Linked DNA regions of Astyanax mexicanus: region 2 is linked to region 1. A link is a contact called in public Hi-C data. All regions are on one chromosome and are shown on one strand. The core of a region is the stretch at or near the end of the contact, and the rest is flanking DNA. Distances in the headings are between cores, read along the strand shown. Region 1 holds the start of prps1b (phosphoribosyl pyrophosphate synthetase 1B). Region 2 holds the start of LOC103040018 (integral membrane protein 2A).

Evidence for each region. Hi-C and Micro-C count contacts between places; a contact is called where the count stands out from the background.
Region 2: a Hi-C map of blood shows a contact between it and region 1, with 6 times the contacts expected there. The contact joins the promoter of LOC103040018 here to the promoter of prps1b in region 1. A contact is called at or near these places in 2 of 3 Hi-C or Micro-C datasets (blood and muscle).

What each region holds. Positions count from the first base shown.
Region 1 is chr10:2,074,653-2,079,557 of AstMex3_surface, forward strand. It overlaps prps1b (phosphoribosyl pyrophosphate synthetase 1B), which reads right to left and starts at 2,014. Exons shown (of 7, transcript XM_007228407.4): 1 at 1,681-2,014. The coding sequence starts at 1,802. All of the region lies in intron 1 of LOC125804807 (a long non-coding RNA gene), which reads left to right. It overlaps kctd12b (potassium channel tetramerisation domain containing 12b), which reads left to right and starts at 3,609. Exons shown (of 2, transcript XM_015601823.3): 1 at 3,609-4,905. The coding sequence starts at 4,301.
Region 2 is chr10:2,466,450-2,471,354 of AstMex3_surface, forward strand. It overlaps LOC103040018 (integral membrane protein 2A), which reads right to left and starts at 2,834. Exons shown (of 6, transcript XM_022683735.2): 1 at 2,605-2,834. The coding sequence starts at 2,676.

The sequences.
Region 1 (4,905 bases), core at 764-3,263:
AATAAATAAAAATCGCTTCAGACACAATTCTGGACAGTTTACGCTAGGAACAGTGAGTGAGAAGGTAATAAAAAGTACCAGGTACCACATTAGCCAATTTTTAAAAGGAAAAACAGTAGTCTTGAGTAGTGAAGGCACCATACAGTGGAGTCAGAACTAGGCATGTCATGAAAGGATTTTTTGTGGACATTGTCTCAAAAATAATTGAGTTAATACCATTTTACAGACAGCTAAAATTTAATTTATCATAGTTTGGGAAATATATACTTTTTTCTTTATCTACTGCAGTCTATAATGTGTATACTGTGTTATTGAAGCATTGGCCATTTAAATAAACACAACAGCAGTAATAGCGATAGAAAACACATGTTCGAAAAGTGTATTGTCTCAAAAATATTCAGCACTAAAATTATTAAAGGAAATGTTTATGAATCTGCTGCTGTACGTTTGACAACAGTTCTGAGTAAGCAGCATTGTTTTACCATCAGTATTTACACATACAACTCAGAGTTAACCTGTAAGTTCAGCTGAGAGTTTTGCATTGCAAATAAAGTGTCTACATCAACCATGCAGACACTCCGGCCCTGAGTTCTAGAGTTAACCAGCAGTGTAAAAAGAAGGTCTGATACTCTACAGTAAATTATTTCTACACAAACCACTCAGAGAAACAGGAATTATCAATTTCAGTTCCCCTGGAGTTTTTTTTTGTTTAACAAAAAGGTTTACTCAGTACTGAAGTAGTTGTGTGCAGAAGTCTTGTGTATGTCTTGGGATCAGATTTTGAAATTTTGAGCTTTTTATCTTAGCTTGCATATTTTTTTTATTTACCTCTCTTTTCTATGCATTAAAGACAGAGAACAAGGCGTAAAACTGAGCAGAAGCATTACCACAGCAGGTTAATAATGTATTGCGTTCAGAGACACGTTGCTATGCTGCCCGCTCCCCTCAATAACAAAACAATAGAACTACTATATAACTAAAATATTGCATAGCTGCTATACTTTTACTGCTATTTTGTGTTTTTTTATGTATAAGAGACGAGTGTGTTTTCTGTAAAGGACAAAGCCACAGAATCTGTTGAACAATTATTTTTTTATTGTGCATTTCTTGCTCTTTTTGGATTTATCTTTTTTTAGACTTGAAGAAGAGGTTGGATAAGGAAATTCAAATACAGTCCAATATATATATCATATATTTTTGACGACCTATTATTTGACCACAAGGAGCGATTTATGGTAAAATTAATTATAATTGTAGGTACATGTTATACACATAAAACGGAATTCACAAAAAAAATACCCTATGAAATTATATTCACAAAAAAAATAAACGTCACAAATCCATGAATATATTAAAGCTTTTAAATTTTATTGCCTCCCACTTTTCTTTTTGCTCTGTTTGTTAGTTTGTAACTAATATTGTGTCTAAATATTTCATGCTGTTGGATTGTATTTTATACAAACGTGAATAAAAAATAAACGCTGCCCGCTCCCTGAACGCTGCGGGGGGCCGGGCGCGTGCTGCATTCTGGGAGTTGTAGTCTCCGCCGCCCCACGTGGAGTGACCGGCCGCACTCTCTGAACTACAAGTTCCGATGGTGCTCGAAAGTGTGGAAACGGCACTTGTAGCCAACGCAGCAAAGTAACAGGCGCGGTCCGGAGAACCGGCCGCGAGACTCACCACGTTTCCTGATTGCTGAACTTCTTGGTGACCACCTTCCCGAGCTCGAGCCCGAGGCGGTCCGCGATCTTCTGGGACAGGTCCTGATGGGAGCTCCCGCTGAAGATCTTAATGTTGGGCATCTTTTCCCGCGTTCCGGAGCCTCGCGCCGCGCGTGACGAAGGACGATGTGCGCAAAAACGGCGTGTGCTCTAAAAGCAGCCTCCGTTGGAGCGCGAGGAGCTCGGCGGTGTTTATGAAGCTCTGCAGCCCGATGCTGAATCCCCCGGTCAGGTGAACGTCCTCCCTACCTCTCCGCCATAGTTGGTCTCACGAGTCTCCCGATGGCGCGCGAGATCACACGCCAGCCCGTCGTACTGACGTCAACCTCGTCACTCGCAGGGCGAATGTCAACATGCGCCGCGTGGCCTACACGAGGCCTATCTAGGGCACTTGTAGGAGAGTGCTTCATGCATACTTCATAAATACAGCTCTGACAAAAAAAAAAGAGACCACTTAAAATAATGAGTATCTTTATTTTTACCAAATTAAAAACCTTTGGAATATAATCAAGAGGAAGATGGATGATTTTTGCACCAGGAGTAAAGCAGCACAAAGTTATCCAAAAGCAGTGTGTAAGACTGGTGGAGGAGAACATGATGCCAAGATGCATGAAAACTGTAATTAAAAACCAGGGTTTTTTCCAACAAATATAACTTTGTATTACTTTTTATTATAAACTGTATCTTCTAGTTCTTTTCTACATTTTACTGGTGTTCTCTTCACCTGTCTGTATGTACAGCACTTTAAAATTCGTTTTATTGTATGAAAGGTGCTATATAAATAAAGTTTATTATTATTATGATTATTAAGCACATCCTCTAATGGCACTACTCGTGTGTCTGATAGTCTTTCTTTTCTAAAACGTGTTTTTGTTATTTAATTAATTGTGCAATAAATAATATTTTTGTAACATTACAACACATCATCAAGCACATAAAATAAAGCAAAAGCAATCATCATTATATGTAAAAGATAAAAACATTTTATGATATATTTTAATATAACACAAAAATAGGTATTTATTTAGATATATGATTCTGATTTTTTATTATGTAACTAACATGAACCATTGCTGTCTTGGGGTAAAATTAGAGAGGTCAGTAACCAGCTGATTGGTTAGAGGCATTCCTACTAGACCTTTTTGCTAGGTAGCCATGTGGCCTGGACTCAGTTAAAAGCCGGAGAGAGTTTGCCCTTTACAAATGCAAAATTGGCCTTAAAGGTGCCTTATATATCCTGTTAGAAAATAACATTATTTAGTTGCATTATATCATGTAATGTTGATGATAGTGGAAAACAATATTTATTTAACCCTCTCTCATATACATAAGTTCATTTTGAAATTCTGACATTGAATTAACGTTGATTTTTTTTTCCAAGTGTTTGAACGTGTCTTGACTAGTAAAAATTATTGGCTTCTTTATGAATGGCCCCTTACTCAGAAAAATCTTAGATCCGTCTTCTGTTCTGTTCATTCTAAAATATAAAAGTATAAAATAAATCTCTCTTCAACTTTTGCATTTTATGTCCTTAATTTGTTCTCTCAATGTTTTGCTTTACTTACTGTTGGGTAACCATTTGTGCAATGCGGATTTCGGCCACTAGGTGTCAGTGTTGCCTGTTTTAAAGACATTATTATTACGACTGCTGGGATTATACTGTAAGATCAGAGAAAAAAATATTTAGTGAAATTTAAATAACAAATAAACACTCGTTATGCGAACCTTTGAGCTGTAGTTGTATTTTACCGCCATGTTCTGTGTCCGGTTCAGTGTCTCAGCCTAAAATTAGGCTTTTGTAAGCTTTAAGTGTTTAGTGCAGTCAGGACTCGCTGGAACTGGCGTGTTGTGGTGATGACGCGCGCGCGAGGGGGCGTGGCTCTGAGGATCGCGCGCTGTGTCAGTTGGAGCTGCGCGAGCTGAGCGGGGCAGAGCTCTCAGCGCGAGGGCTGGACCTACGCCTCAGTCTCCTCAGTTATGGACGGACTGGAACCGGAGGACTCGCGTTTCTTCTCCTCTATTCTCCTCAAAACACACCTCACCTCCGTCTTTAGCTTCAGCGCGAGGGATTAGAAGTTCAGAGCGCGGCGATGGACATAGTTAAATGAGGAGGAGTGATTTCTAAGCGAGGAAACGGGAGTTGTGAAAGTCTTGGAGCAGAATGTAGACTGTTTTCTGTCAGATCGGTTTACCAGAGCTTTAGAATACAACCAACGATAGAGGACGATTCGCTCTTTCAACCTCTGTTCGCCCTTTTTATTCTTCTTCTTCCTTTTTCTGGGGGAATTTTCAAATCTTGAACCGGTTTAAGTCTTTGCTACATTTGCGAAAAGTGGAGCAGCTGTTTGTGTGTGACTGCTCTTGGGATTTAATGCTATCTAATTCGCTAACTAATTCTCAAAGCCAAGTCTTTATCCTCTGACTGGCTGGTGCAACACTTCTCCATAATATAGTTATGTTAGCTCAGGCTTTTTTTTTCTCAGCTCAGTGTGACATTTAGTGCCAGTTAGTCACCGACCAGAGTGTAAGGCTTTGGCTCTTCGGGTTTGTTTCAATCTCAGCAATCTATCACACCAGCCATGGCTTTACCTGACAACTCCAGTGTTGTTCCTGAGGACCTTTCCTTCCCAGAGATTATTGAACTAAATGTAGGGGGACAGGTGTACATAACTCGCTACTCTACTCTTACAAGCGTGCCAGACTCCCTGTTGTGGGAGATGTTCAGCCAGAAAAGCCAGAAAGGCTTGGCTAGAGACACCAAGGGACGTTTTTTCGTAGACAGAGATGGCTTCCTCTTCCGCTACATCCTGGACTACATGCGAGACCAGCAGCTTGTCCTGCCTGACCATTTCCCTGAACGTGGGAGACTACAGCGGGAAGCCGAGTACTTCAACCTTCCCGAACTGGTCAAGCTACTGGCCCCAAAGATCAGCAAGCAGAACTCACTGGGCGATGAGGGTTGCCAAAGTGATCCAGAGGAGTCGTCACCTAGTGCAGATACTGCCCGCAACCTGGTTTCCTTGGGGGCGGCTGCGGCCGCCTGTTCCAGTCTCGTGTCCGGTGGCGATGGTAAGCGTTCGGGCTTCATTACCATCGGATACCGAGGCTCCTACACGTTGGGCCGCGACAGCCAAACAGACGCCAAGTTTCGGCGAGTGGCTCGGATTATGGTGTGTGGAAAGAC
Region 2 (4,905 bases), core at 1,584-4,083, 390 kb after region 1:
TAATAAATACGCCGGTTTAAAATAAGTATCGGTTTAAAATATTACCCATAATCGGCCGACGCCAATAATTCTTAAAAATGCAATAATTGGCTGACACTGATATAATCCTAATATCATCATGCATTTCTACAGATTAAGTCTGATAACTCAAATCTTTGATTGATAGAATGTATTATTAATAATCATGAGTAAATCTGGTGAAGAATTCATACATTTTCAATTCATAACTTGAGAGAGAAAAGAGAGAATAAAACACCCTGATATAACTTAATAACTAATACTACGGTGGCCGAGAAAGCCCAGCGCAGTGCAAATTGAAAAGCGCTGCAAAAGCACAAAACACATTCATCAAAATTACAACACAGGCGCAGCAAATAGAAAAACGCGCTGCAAATAGAAAAACGCGCTGCAAAAAGAAAAACGCGCTGCAAAAAGAAAAACGCGCTGCAAAAAGAAAAACGCGCTGCAAATAGAAAAACGCGCTGCAAATAGAACCACAACACAACAGAAGTGAGTCACAACACAACGGAATTTTCCCGGGGGATCTTAAAAGATGCTGTACCAGCTGTATACAAAGGACAATAAGTGGCAAACAAGCTTCTGAAAAGTAAGTTATGTTTATTACCTGTGATTGCCACGGTTGTGTGCATATTATTAAAAGTTCTGCTTCACAAAACGCCTTGTTTGCCACTTATTGTCCTTTGTACACATAGTGAAGTCCGAGACGTTACTGAAGACGCAGCTTAGCTGGTACAGTATCTTTTAAGGTCCCCCGGGAAAATTCCGTTGTGTTGTGACTCACTTCCGTTGTGTTGTGGTTCTATTTGCAGCGCGTTTTTCTATTTGCTGCGCCTGTGTTGTAATTTTGATGGATGTGTTTTGTGCTTTTGCAGCGCTTTTCAATTTGCACTGCGTTGGGCTTTCTCGGCCACCGTATAATACAATTAAAGAAGGAAAAAAATTAAAAAGAGTTTAAATGAACTAATTTTAAAATGTATCATGGTCAGTGTTGGCCAGCTGTAGAAGTGCAGCCAGCAACACTTCTGATGCACTTCTGACGAAATCTGGTGAAAAATTTATGTTCATTTTGTGATATATATACAGCAGAAAAAAGACAATACTGCAATGTGAGTTTGTTTAGCAGTATCTTGCAGCTCTAACCCTCATATTAAGCACTGTATTTTAAACTATATAACTAGTTTAGGAGAGAAAATGGTGAACGCTGGCTGGTGTTAAAGTCTCTCTGTAACAGCTGGCAGCGCTTTAAAATGGATGACCGGGAAAAAAAAACGGCTTAATCTGTGATCTCCTCAGCTCCCCCTCAGCTGCACCATCTACTGCAGTAATACTGATAATAATACTAAAATACTGATAATACAGCAGTAATACTGATAATAATACCGCTAACAATACTAAATATTAATATTAGTAATAATACTGAGAACACTGCAGTAATACTTTTTTTAATACTACTACTAAAAATAATAAAAATAATAATAAGACTGCAGTAATACTGATATCATCACTAATAATAATGCTGCAAACCCCTCTGCTACTAAACCTGCCTATCTATCTGCTGAACTGGGGTTCAGTGGGATTAAACACCCCAGTACCGATAAATCAGCAGTACTGAAGAGTACTAAACACTGCAGTACTGATATATCAGCAGTACTGATAAATTAGCAGTTCTGGTAAATCATCAGTACTGATGATAAATCAGCAATATGGAAAACAAATCTGCAGTATTGATAAGAAATCAGCAGTACTGACAAATCAGCAGTGTGGGTAAATCAGCAGTAGTGATAGATTAGAAGTATTGGTAATAAATCAGCAGTATTAATAAATCAGCAGCAGTGATAAATCAGCTGTACTGATTAAAATCATCAGTATTGGTAAATCAGTAGTATCTGTAAATCAGCAGTAGTGATAGATCAGCAGTATTGGTAAATCAGTAGTAGTGACCGATCATCAATATTGATAAGTCAGCAGTAGTGATAGGTCAGCAATATTGGTAAATCAGCAGTACTGATAAATCCGCTGAACTGATTAAAATCAGCAGAATTGATCAATCAGCAGTATTGATAGATCAGCAGCACTAATAAATCAGCAATATTGACAAACCAGCAGTATTGATAAATCAACAGTATTGATAATTCAGTAGTACTGATAAATCAGCTGCACTGATTAATTAGCAGTAAGTTATTGATAAAGCAGCAGTACTGATAAATCAGCAGCACTAATAAATCAACAGTATTGACAAAACAGTAGTACTGATAAATCAGCAGTATTGATAAATCAACTGTACTAATTAAAATCAGCAGTATTGATAAATCAACTGTACTAATTAAAATCAGCAGTATTGATAAATCAACTGTACTAATTAAAATCAGCAGTATTGATAAATCAACTGTACTAATTAAAATCAGCAGTACTGATAAATCAGCAGCATTAATAAATCTGCAGTACTGATAAATCAGCTGTACTGATTAATATCAGCAGCACTGATAAATCAGCAGCATTGATAAATCTGCAGGGCTGATAAATCAGTAGTATTGATCTGGGCGGTGAATCCGCCGGTTGGGCCTCTGCAGCCCCGCCGCTCACCTTCTCCGCCACCAGCGCCTCTTTCCCCAGAGCTTTCTGCGCCAGAGCGGAGTTAAAGGCGATCTTCACCATGCTGTCAGATTAATCTCTGATCCCTGAAGCAGAACCGGGGGTTATTTTCTCCTCTGCGGCCGATTTTCTGCAGAAAACACTAAAACTCTCCGCTCCGCAGCTTCAGTGACGCACTTCTGTTTGCAATTCCACGGGATCGGCTTCCGTTTCGTGTTTCCCATATAAGGAGCGGTAAGGCCGGACTGAGGGGCGCGTCTCAACCAAGAGTCAAACACCACTGCTCACTTCCCCTGTTCACTTCCCCTAGCTCCCTACTCAGCAATACGATATTAAAAACAGAGGGATATCTTGGATTAACATTTAAACTAGTCATTTTAGAACATGTGGACCTGAAATTATTATTTCTCAGAACTAAAAATGATTGTAGATATCTGAAATTACAATTTCTACTAAAAATTCTACTAATATAAGACGATGTTTCTGTATTTTGATGCATATATCCTTTTTTATTTATGTATTCATATTGAACTCCCCAACAACAGCTTGCTTCATGTATTTTTTAATACATATTTAAAATATAATTGTTAATTAAAATAATTGTTCATTATTCCTAGTAATAAAAATTTTACCATAATCACTGCGCATTTTGTTATTGTTGCTGTAAAAAAATATTATTTCATTTACTGTTAAATGCTAGTTGTGTCTAGGCACAACAACAAAATACTAAATTTGTGTTTATAGAGATTTACTGTTTTCTAAGGGAAACTATATACATTCAAATTGAACTCACCCATTTCTACAAGTCACTCAGAAAGTATTTCAAATTAAGAGCCCTTTGATAAAAGTCTGCACTTAATTGTAGAATCTAAAGAAAAACATTGCAAATCAATTTCTTAAAATAACAGGCCTTCGACCTAATGTTTTATATTTTTTTTCCCTTACTTCCTCTACTTTTACACTTTTACTTAAAGAGTAAAAAGCTTGAGTTGATATTTCACCTTCTACAGAAGTATTTTAAACACTAATATAGTATCTATATTTCTATCTACAGAGTAATAAATGTGATAAATACTTCTGAAATATTGTTATGATGTAAAATTCACAGCTTGGTCTGCTGTCAGTGTCAGTGGGGCTGTAGGTGTCCTGTTGTTTTTAGCCACCACAGCTATGCAGTGCTAATCTTGGAAAGATGGTAAATGATTAGGAATGTGTGTGAAAAGGTGAAAAGCACCTATAAATCTATATATAAGCAATAATTTGGGGTTTGGTTTAGACTTGTGAATGTGATTTATTTGTCTTTCAGACTCGAACACCATAGGTGTCTTGGAAAGTATGAAGAGGCCCTTTTACACAGCCACAATCAAAGCACACATGATGCTATTTTTGATACAGCAAATGTCAGAGAAAAGCATTATGTAACCAATGGGAGAAACCTGTTGGAGAAAACACAACAATTTGACAGAAAGATACAGTATTTGTATCATTTAAAGGACTGGATTTCTCTCTCTCTCTTTCTCTCTCTCTCTCTCTCTCTCTCTCTCTCTCTCTCTCTCTCTCTGTTTTAGTGTAGACTCTTCTGGCTTTTGTGTATCTGTGGCTGCACATAAAAAAAAATCAAATATATACAGCTCTGGAAAAAAGAGGATTTTTTCAAGAATTGATCTTAAATTAGCTAACACTCAACTGAAATGGGTTTTTGGTAAAGGTACTTGACACATAAACTTTTATAAATGACATAAACCTACAAAAACCTACACTTATGGTGTTACTGTGCAATTTGCATTTAAATTTTGCATCATTTGCGTTTAACATATGATTTCAGTTATTATTAAGTTATTTGTTAAAATATTAAGTTGCAGTTAATAGACATACATTCAGTTGAATGTTGGTTGAATGTCAGTTAAGCATCAACAAAGGCCATTAAATGGACCATCCAAGTAAAGCATAGCCTTTTACTGTTCTTACTGTCTAAGTACAGGGTATTTACTCAGTAAGTACTCAGAAACAACAGGGAGTGGGTTGTGTTATGTAGTGTACAGTATTTAACTGTTCTTACTCTGTAACTATGCCTTATACTTACCCTCTAAAATGCAGGCTGTGTTGTAAAATGTTACCGAAAAAATGTAAAGGATTCGCTGGCGCGCTCATGGGCCGCTTCCTGAGGAGAACGAATCGGTAAAGCTGTACCAATAAAAAAGTCCTAAACCCTTAAACATCAACGTCAAAGAAATTACTGCGAGGGTCCAAGGTGGTCCTCTGGTTTTACTTTATTGATTCCAGAAGGTAAAT